Regions from separate parts of the Sus scrofa genome. Here region 2 is linked to region 1. Evidence: chromatin contacts called from public HiChIP or PLAC-seq data. All regions are on one chromosome and are shown on one strand. Each heading gives the region's core, a stretch centred on a gene start, on an enhancer-like site or on the middle of the called end of the contact. The rest is flanking DNA. Distances are from core to core; before and after follow the strand shown. Region 1 overlaps PITPNC1 (phosphatidylinositol transfer protein, cytoplasmic 1). Region 2 overlaps PITPNC1 (phosphatidylinositol transfer protein, cytoplasmic 1).

Evidence for each region. HiChIP or PLAC-seq counts read pairs in DNA pulled down with a chosen protein or histone mark.
Region 2: an H3K27ac HiChIP or PLAC-seq map of skeletal muscle shows a contact between it and region 1. The contact joins two enhancer-like sites. A contact is called at or near these places in 5 of 5 promoter capture datasets (fetal liver, fetal skeletal muscle, liver and 1 more), 15 of 47 Hi-C or Micro-C datasets (alveolar macrophages, brain, embryonic fibroblasts and 10 more) and 2 of 2 datasets of contacts at active chromatin or transcription factors (alveolar macrophages and skeletal muscle).

What each region holds. Positions count from the first base shown.
Region 1 is chr12:13,749,631-13,754,663 of Sscrofa11.1, forward strand. The region is part of intron 1 of PITPNC1 (phosphatidylinositol transfer protein, cytoplasmic 1); the gene reads left to right. Among named protein-coding and RNA genes, the nearest start is that of PITPNC1, 11 kb to the left of the region's middle. Within about 2 kb of position 2,836, at least 18 of the 83 cell types and tissues checked have an H3K27ac peak or open chromatin away from gene starts, as enhancers often do. A contact at or near this core is called in alveolar macrophages, retroperitoneal adipose tissue and skeletal muscle, where this site is marked.
Region 2 is chr12:14,001,844-14,006,876 of Sscrofa11.1, forward strand. The region is part of intron 8 of PITPNC1 (phosphatidylinositol transfer protein, cytoplasmic 1); the gene reads left to right. Among named protein-coding and RNA genes, the nearest start is that of NOL11, 31 kb to the right of the region's middle. Within about 2 kb of position 1,353, at least 5 of the 83 cell types and tissues checked have an H3K27ac peak or open chromatin away from gene starts, as enhancers often do. A contact at or near this core is called in alveolar macrophages, retroperitoneal adipose tissue and skeletal muscle, where this site is marked.

The sequences.
Region 1 (5,033 bases), core at 1,586-4,085:
AGTGTTTTCTTTCACACTGCTTAAGGTTTTGTTTTTGTTTTTGTTTTTTTCTTTTTTAGGGCTGAACCTGTGGCACATGGAAGTTCCCAGGCTAGGGGTCAAATTGGACATATGGTTGTTGGTCTACGTCACAGCCACAGCAATGCAAGATCCACACCACGGATGGAAAAGAGAGACCCTGTCTGTCCTGTTCATTGGTGTAACCCCAGCACTTGGCATGTGGATGCTCAATAAATAGTAGCTAAATAAATGAAAGAAGATCTCTGCAGACTACAGGCTCTGACAAGTCCTTTATCATAGGTCATGGTGACTTTATTTACCCTAGCCTGTCTCAAGTTCATTTGACCGTGGAATCCTTTTATCCTGGAAATTAATTTTTCCTGGGAACAAAGTTTGAGAAATGCTAGTCCAGAGGTGCCAAAGCCAGCAAGACCGAAAATAACGTTAGTGAGTGTGACATGGCTAATAAACCGTAGGATACACTGGAAATATTCACTTCTAGAAGTTCAAGAGACTGAAGAGGTAAAGGCCACTCCTTTTTTTTTTTTGGCCAAGCACACAGCATGTGGAAGTTCCCAGGCCAGGTATCAAACCTGTGCCACAGCAGTGACCTGAACCACAGAAATGACAATGCCAGGTCCTTAACTGCTAGACCACCAGGGAACTCCTCACTATTGTCTTTTTCCCCCTTTTTAAAAATTATAGTTGATTTACAGTGTTGTGCCAATTTCTGCTGTTCAGTGAAGTCATACATATGTACATTCCCTTTCTTATATTATCTTCCATCATGGTCTATCCCAAGAGACTGGATGTAGCTCCCTGATAGCACAGGGATGTAGCTCCTGATAGCACTGGATGTAGCTCCTTGATATTGTCACCTTTAAATAGATATGGCAATGGTTGTGCAACTCTGTATAAATATATTAAAAACCATTGAGTTGGTATGTAAAATACATCTTGATAAAGCTGTTTTTTAAAAATTGTTTATTTTTTTATTTTATGGCCACACCTGTGGCATATGGGGAGTTTCTGGGCCAGGGATCAAACCCCATCCACAGCTGTGACCTATGCAGCAGCTGTGGCAATGCCAGATTCTTCAACCCACTGCACCAGGTTGAGGATTCAACCCACCCCTCTGTAGTGACCCTAGCCGCTGCAGTTGGATTCTTAACCCACTGTGCTATAGCGGGAACTCCTGTTTTGTTTTTAAAGATATGTATGTATGGATTTTTCCAGCAGAATCGAGTACACATCTGTGTTCTGAGAGAGATCCATTGACGAAAGTGCTGAATTTGAATTATGAGTACGGACCCTGGAAAATTTGGGTCCCTGTCCAGCAAGGAGATGATTCTGTTGTCTTGAATTTAGACAGCTTTCCAAGGGAGTGTGTTGTCTTTTGCAGCAGTGTGGGGGAAAAAGAAAATTCTACCAGATTTGGACCAGAATGACCACAATTTAAGGTCAGAATTTGATACTTAGGGAGAAAAACGTAATCGGAACTTGAGTAGCTACCCTGTGGCCAACTGCAGAGCGCTAAGGACAGATTTCACGACCATCTCAAACAGCGACCCCCCCCGCCCCGCCCCCCTGGAACCCCTAATGGAAGGAACTTAGAGTCCGTAGTAAATCTTTCTGGCTATGGCTCCAGGTACATTCCTCTGCTTTCTCTGCACTTCGGGTGGGAAATGTTGTGCTGGCAGAATAGAATGAATCCTAGAATATGCATTCTGTACGGGATGGTTCTACATGGAAGTTGAGTCCTCTGCTTTATGCAGCTCTGGCAAATGTCCTTAAGACTTTCCATCAGGGGAGTTCCCGTCTTGGCTCAGTGGTTAATGAATCCGACTGGGAACCACGAGGTTGTGGGTTCCATCCCTGGCCTTGCTCAGTGGGTTAAGGATCCGGCATTGCTGTGAGCTGTGGTGTACGTTGCAGACGTGGCTCGGATCCTGCGTGGCTGTGACTCTGGCATAGGCTGGTGTCTACAGCTCCGATTGGACCCCTAGCCTGGGAACCTCCGTATGCTGCGGGAAGCGGCCCAAGAAATGGCAAAAAGACAAAAAAAAAAAAACCAAACAAACAAACAAAAAAAACTTTCCATCAGGGATGTCGTAACATAGGCTAAATGGCTCTTTAAACTGTGTGTCAATAGTCTCTGTCTAGTATGGCAAAAACCATGCCACGTTAGGCCGGGCAAGTCTCCCAGGATGGCAGAGAGAGGAGGTGCACCCTCTGCACAGGACCTGGCCCCTGGCTTTACCCGTGACGGTGAAAGGAGTCTAGGGTCACCCGTCACTTCCTGGCTGGCAGCCCGAGCAACATCATACAATGCTGTTTGTTGATTTAGAAACATGACAGCCAGAGCTCACCACGGTTTTGACATCAAGTATTAAAGTGAGTCATTCTTTAATTTCCCAGCACTCTGACAAAGGGGGCTGCTCTTAAAACTCCTTTTTAGACTTTAGTGGAAGTCGACTCATCCATCGAAACAAGTAGCTAACGTAATATCTTGATCAGCTGAATCTAATGATTCTTTTTTTTTTTAAATCTTCTTACTTTTCATTTCTTTTTACTTTTTGCTTCTTTTAAGTTTGGGTGAAGCAAGGCCCTCTAGAATTGCTGTTGTTCCTGAGCAAAGAAAAAACATCCTCATCCTTTAATCCTTTAGAATTCTATCTGACCATCTTGAGGGTGTTGTTTCTTTCCCAGGATGAATCACCTAGAGAAGTAAGATTAGCTAAACAAATGTAATTTGATGACAACTCTAATAACATTGTTTAAGCACCTAATCTAAGCACCTAATTCCCCAAGATTGCTCCCCACCCCATGTCACCTACACACACGTTCAGGGCTGATTATATGTGCGGAATTACGGTCAGATCCAGGTGTTTCTAAGCCCTAGTTTGTGTATTTTTGCACCCCAGTTAACTGATCTGTGTGTTTATCCAGAAAAAAATGTGTCAACGGGGTGGGGGAAGAATGAAATGTCACCGTGAACTTGGATGCTCATATAATTAAGTTGTTGAAAGCTTCAAATGCTTTTGGTTTTATTTGTTGGATTATTTGGCATTCCCCAAGGCTCTTGAGTATTTTCTAGTTTTACCCATCATGGTGGGGTTGATGGATTAATTGATTCTTAAAAGGGCCAGGTTTCCCTCCTCTCCTGACTCTCTGGCTAAAGTGTTTCCAGCTGGTATAGACAGTTTATAGACGGTGATAGGACCTGTTAATGAATGTTGTGCCCACACGACACGAGACTTATCTTGGAGGACGGAATAGTACCTGGAAAGCACAGGGTTGCCCTGTTGCTTTTGGTTATCTTAGCCACCTCCGCCTTTGTGTCTTACACAGATTGTGAAAGTTGCTTGCCCTGACTTTCTCCATGGCAGCAGTCAGGAGCTAGACAGTCACCCAGTGTCACAAGGTCTTGGCTGAGTGCAGCCTGGCAGTCACCTTGCTTCTATGTACATAATAAATAGTCAGCACTGTGTACCTCGGCGATGTGTCCCATGAAACGTTTCTGTTTGGAAAGCGTTATAAAATTTTCCTTTCTGTTTTCTCTGCTTGGATTGCTAGCAGTCAAGTTCCACGGTGCCAAGGAGGAACAGAGAGAAATGAACATTTGTTGAGTGCTTTCTGGTCTATTTAGTCCTTGTAATGGTCCCGTGTGTTGAGTGTTATCCTCCCATTTTACAGATGCTACCACTGACTAGCTTGCCTGGCTACTCAGTGGTAGACCTGGATTCATGCCCAGGCTGATCAGACTACAGAGCCCAGGCTCTGTGCTTTCTCACTTCTGCCTTCCCTAGAGTCCCAGAGCTGGAAGGAGCATTAGAGGTTGTATAGTTCTATCCCAATAAACACACATACACGCGCCCCCTCCTCCCCAGTTTCTTCAAGACTGAATAACTTATTCAGGGTTATCCAAGGAAATCATTGGAGGAAGGTACTTCTTCTGTTCCAGTTAAGCTAGCAGAGTGGTCCGTAAGTTTTATCTCCTATTGAATGATCATTTTTACCCAAGTATTAAACTCAGTGACATTCCTCAGTTTAACTTTGATAAGTGAATCATACTCCTCTTTGAAAAATAACTTTCGTCATTCATGCTCTAAAAAGAGAACCACCCCTACGCTTTTCAGAAATTATTCCTTTTAATGGCAGTGAAAACCTTTGGCTTTCACAGACAGCATCCACAGAGATGTTCACTGGTGAGCACCTGCGGGTTTCTGAAAATTAGTATCTGTAAATAACAATGGGAACAAAGTGACAACCATGTTTTTGGTACATTTCGTCATAAACTTAAAACTCTTTGGAGGTAATCGAACTGGAAGGCAGAAGAATGACCGAAATGTATTATTCAGTGTTGTGTATTTTTCTTTCCTGCTGAGGTGGTTGCTCCTTGAAACCTTGTGTCTCACCGTTGCCTCGGAGGCAGTTTCCAAACCACACGCACAACTTCTTAGTGTTTCCTGAGAGCCACGCTTCATGTGGGCTAAAAGAAAACCTAACTTGATAGGATTGTTATTTTGAAAACAGAGCTGTAAAAGGTTTTTTTCAAAATTAAAAATGGTCCTCCGAAGGCATTTCCCATTATCAGGCATGTTAAAAGCTATGAAAAAAAAAAAAAAATCCAAACAAACCCTGCCTTAAGTTCCACAGCAGAGATGTTTTACTTTGTGTCAACACTTTGGAACTAAACATGTGGTCACCTAAAATGAACTATTTGAAGGGGACCACACTTAATTGGATGCGTACATTCTGGTCAGTTTTGTTTTTTGTTTTTTTCTTTTTTGGTCATTTTTTTAAAATAATGCTCTCCTTTTTTTTTTTTTTTTTTGGCTGCACCTGAGGCATGCAAAAGTTCCCCAGGCCAGGGATCGATGCCTTGCCACAGCAGCGACAACACTAGATCCTTAACCCACTACGCCACCAGGAAACTCTCTAAAGTAATAATTTTTAAAGAATTATGGTAAAACATATTACATATTGCCATCGTAACCATTTTTCTAGGTAGAGTTTGGTGGCATTAAGCG
Region 2 (5,033 bases), core at 103-2,602, 250 kb after region 1:
CTCCTTCATGACACAGATGCAGACAGTCCATCAAGTGAATGGAAGAGGCCTGCCCATAACCCCTTATTCAAGGTAATGCTGGGGACTGTGGGCCTTTCAGGTGAACGGGTGTGTCACTGTCCACCAGAACAGCCTTTCAGCTTCGGGTACCTGAAGCAGTGTATTTTTCTTTGGTCTATACAGGCTCTCGCTACTAAACATGGAAAAGGTTCAAAGTAAAGAACCTATAGCTTTGCCTATAGCCTGTAGCACTTATTCTCCAAGTGAGGTCCTTGGGCCAGCGGCATCAGCATCCCTGAGGGAACTGCTACAAATTCAGATTCAGGCCCCACCCCAAACCTACTGAATCAAATACTTTGGGGGCATAGCCCTGTAATCTGTGTTTTAACAAGCCCTCCCAATGATTCTGATGCTCACTAAAGTTTAGGAATGACGTTAAAGCAGACTAGATTGAAGGGACAGTTTAATTAATTCAGTCCAAAGTTAATGAGACTAGAGAATGACCGAGGCCTTCAGGGCCAACTGCTAAACTCTGATGCATTAAAAAAGACGCCCCTTCTGGGCAGATTCAGCAGGTGCTGTTATTGGCTTCAGACTGAATTTTAACTCCGTTGACCTCCTGGGCTGTGTGTTCCTACTGTGCCCAGACTGTGTACCGTGATGCGGTGGCACCCCTGAATGATGCCTTTCTCTCTAATTAGACTCCCCTCCTCCAGGGCTTAATTAAGAGTAAAGGGGGGGTGGTCATTGTAAATGATGGTGATATTTTCTCGCCCCAGACTTAACTCGGTACCTTTTCTGAGGTTCAGCACTTGACTGTCACATAACTATCTCCCTCAACAGATTTTATTCTCTTGTTCTCGTTGTAAAGTACAACCATTTCCGCTATTGGAGGAGTTGAGTTTCTCTTTCAAAGCCTTGATTGGTCTTTATCCATGAGCCTTGGGTGTCTCCTGCGTGATTGGAACACTAATCAGAAGAAACAACTGCACATTTCAGAAGACGGGGTGAAAGGGGAGGTGGATAAAAATAGACAGCCCAGCTTCACCAAAGCATGGTTTTGCTTCACAAATATGACAGTATTTTGAGAGAGGAACACAGAGGGTGGCCCAAGGGAGGCTCTGATTCAGCAGAACCTCATGAATCCTGACCCTTCCTGTACTAAAAAAGTACAGGGGGTCGTTCTGGCTGGTAGATACGTAGAGATGAAACTCCCTCATGAAAGTGACTTAGAAATCATTCTGGAGTCCTTAGAGCAGCCAAACAACAAGTGAAGCAAGTTCAAAGTGGGAAAGGAAGCCTTCTTAGGCACTAGCATTAGCTAATTAAGTTCGCCAAGCCAGCATTTTCCAGTGGCCTCAGGTTCCCTGAAACATGAGCTTGGGTGTCATGGCTCTTAGGCAACATTTTATATGTGTCTGCTCACATTCATTTTTCTGGGGAGAGAACCCATGTCTTCCCATCAGATTTTCGAAGGGATCTGTGACCCACCCCTTCACCTCCCCAACTTAAGAACTGGGGGGAAACAAATTACAACTATAGATTATAATTCTATATCTTAATGCTCTGAATGATATGGAAAGGGAATGCATCAAACCTTAAGGACTGGCTAGTTTTGCTGCAAAAATGTGGACCCACTCCTAAGCTATTTATAACAAGCAACTATTGAATTTATAACCTTTTTTTGTCTTTTTTTTTTCTTGTTATTGCTTTTTTTAGGGCCACGCTCGAGACATATGGAGGTTCCCAGGCTAGGGGTGGAATTGGAGCTACAGCTGCTGGCCTACACCACAGCCACAGCAACTCCAGATCCAAGCAATGTCTGCGACCAATACCACAGCTCACAGCAATGCCGGGTTCTTAACCCACTGTTCAAGGATCAAAACCACATCCTTGTGGATCCTAGTCGGATTCGTTTCCGCTGCACCACGATGGGGAACTCCAAATTTATAACCACTTTAAAGAATTCTTTTAAAAGAAAAAAAGCATACCCAAAGGATAGCCACCATTTTGCTGGAGTCAAAGATGTATCAAATGTAATTCATGATCAGTGGAGCTTCTTCTGACCCCTAACCCAACCACTTGTTTAAGACCCATTTTGGAGTTCCCGTTGAGGCACAGTGGAAACGAATCCGACTAGGAACCATGAGGTTGAGGGTTCGATCCCTGGCCTCGTTCAGTGGGTTACGGATCCAGTGTTGCCGTGAGCTGTAATGTGGGTCGCAGATGCTGCTCAGATCTGATGTTGCTGTGGCTGTGGCTGTGGTGTAGACCGGCAACTGTAGCTCCAATTGGACCCCTAGCCTGGGAACCTCCATATGCTGCAAGTGCAGCCCTAAAAAGCAAAAAAACAAAAAAAAAAAGAGAGAGAGAGACTTAGGGAAAAACTTACTTCTTCTGTTTAGGCTGACAAGCCTGGAAATGGAGAGAAAATGTTTATAGAAGGAAATAAAATATGACATTGAACAAGTCATTGAGTTAGAATATATGACTCTTCATTAAAATTGTAGCTATTGGAGTTCCTGTTGTGGCTCAGTGGAAACGAATCTGACTAGTAACCATGAGGATACAGGTTCCATCCCTGGCCTTGCTCAGTGAATTCAGGATCTGGCATTGCCGTGAGCTGTGGTGTAGGTTGCAAACAAGGCTCAGATCTGGCATTGCTGTGGCTGTGGTGTAGGCCAGTGTCTACAGCTTGGATTAGACCCCTAGCCTGAGAACTTCCATATGCTTCGGGTGCAACCCTAAAAAGGAAAAAAAATTGTAGCTCCTGCAGCTGTGCAATACAATGAAGGAAAGTTCTTGCTTGCTGACATTTTGTTGCACGGCATTTTCTCTGTATGTTCAACTGACTTCTATCCTAAACGCCTTTCAAATATAGTCTTCTCTCCATGTCCCGTAAAATCAACCTGCCTTCTTTAATAAAATGATTAAAAGAAAACAGCCATCATAAACCAAGTTGAAAGACTAAGAGAAGCTATTTACAACATATGTAGCCAACAGAGGACTAATATCTATAATATATAAAGAGGTCCTATAAATAAGAAATCCAACAGCTCCGTAGAAAAATGGTAAAGAACATGAATAGCTAAACTATGGAAGAAGAAATGCCAATAACCAATAGCCTTACTCCTAATCACAAGAAATGTGATGGAAACAAGAAGATAAATGTTTGCCCATTTGATAGCAAACATTTTATTTTTTATTTATTTATTTATTTATTTATTTGTCTTTTTGCTATTTCTTTGGGCCGCTCCCGCAGCACATGGAGGTTCCCAGGCTAGGGGTCGAATCAGAGCTGTAGCCACTGGCCTACGCCAGAGCCACAGCAAAGCTGGATCCAAGCCGCGTCTGCAACCTACACCACAGTTCATGGTAACGCCAGATCCTTGACCCATGGAGCGAGGCTAGGGATGGAACCCGTAACCTCATGGTTCCTAGTCGGGTTTGTTAACCACACGTGTTCATGAATATAATTTCAGCGCTATTCAGTGTAAGGTTGTTTACAAAAGCTAGAATCTAGTCTCTGTGTACATGTCCATTAACAGAAATGTGGTCAAGTAAATTATGACACACTAACGCTATGAATATAGTTTAAACTCTTAAAAAGAGTAAAATAGTTCTGTATATACTGGTATGGAAAGATGTATGTTTTCTATTAGTGGAAGAAGTCAGCTAGAACCATTGTGTAGTATGGTATATTATAGTATTATTCCATAAATTAAAAATTAGTGACTGCATGTATGTGTGTCATAGTAATTATACAAGTGAACTCATAGGAAAAAAAAAATCTTGTAGAAGGAATAGGATTGATAAGGGAAGTTAAAAGTAATTAAACTCTTCTCTCTATATAATCCAGTACTGTTTGAATTATGTCTATGGAACATAATTCATGCATTCTTTGAGTGATTCAATAAGTAAGTAATAATTGAAACCCATATTTTGGAAAACAGAAAACAGGAGTTCCTGCTGAGGTACAGCAGGTAAGGATCCTGTGTTGTCTCTGCATCTCTGCAGCGGCTCAGGTTGCTGCTGAGGCACATGTTCCATACCGGGCCCAGGAACTTCCATATGCCACTGCTGAGGCAAAAAAAAAAAAGCAGGAGTTCCCTTCATGACTCAGCGGTTAACGAACCCAACTAGGATCCATGAGGATGTGGGTTCGATCCCTGGCCTCGCTCAGTGGGTTAAGGATCTGGCCTTGCCGTGAGCTGCGGTGTAGTTGGCAGACACTGCTCGGATCTGGCATTGCTGAGGCTCTGGCGTAGGCTGGCAGCTGTAGCTCTGAGTAGACCCCTAGCCTGGGAACCTCCATATGCCTCAAGTGCGGCCCTAAAATAGCAAAAAAAAAAAAAAAGGCAGAGAACAGTTGAAGCAGACCAAGACTTGTAGTTGAGGTATATTTTGTTCTTTAACACAGAGCCTTGGAGTTCTCTGGTGGCACAGTGGGTTAAGGGCCTGGCATTGTCACTGCTGTGGCGCAGGTTCCATCCCTGGCCCTGGAACTTTTCTGTATGCTGTGAGTGCAGCCAAAAAACAAAAACATAGAGCCTTAGTTTACGGTTTGGGAAATTGAAGAAGCTTCTCAATTAACAAATCCTCTGAGTCCAGAGCTTTTTTTTGACAAAGCTGGGCTGGTGGTGGAGAAGAGGGTTCTATCGAGGCCAATTTGGTGTGACCTCCACATGCTGGGACGGAAGACTGCGGTCTGTTTACTCCCCTTACCTGAAGGATGGCAAGAAAGAGAAGGAATGAAATGGTCTTGCAAGAGGGGGAAGACAAGAAATCTTGCAATGAAGAAGGTATTTAACCCCCAGATTATCAGTCACCCTCTGAGAGCCAAGTGTCAGAGATATTAGGATACACCTTCCTTATCAGAAAAAATTCAGTACTAGTTCCAATAGTCTTTTAAATCAGGCATTTAGGCCAGTGTTATTTGTTTAAGACTTCATTTAAGAAACCTCACTTAAGAAAAGTAAATTTTGGCGTTCCCGTCATGGCGCAGTGGTTAACAAATCCGACTAGGAACCATG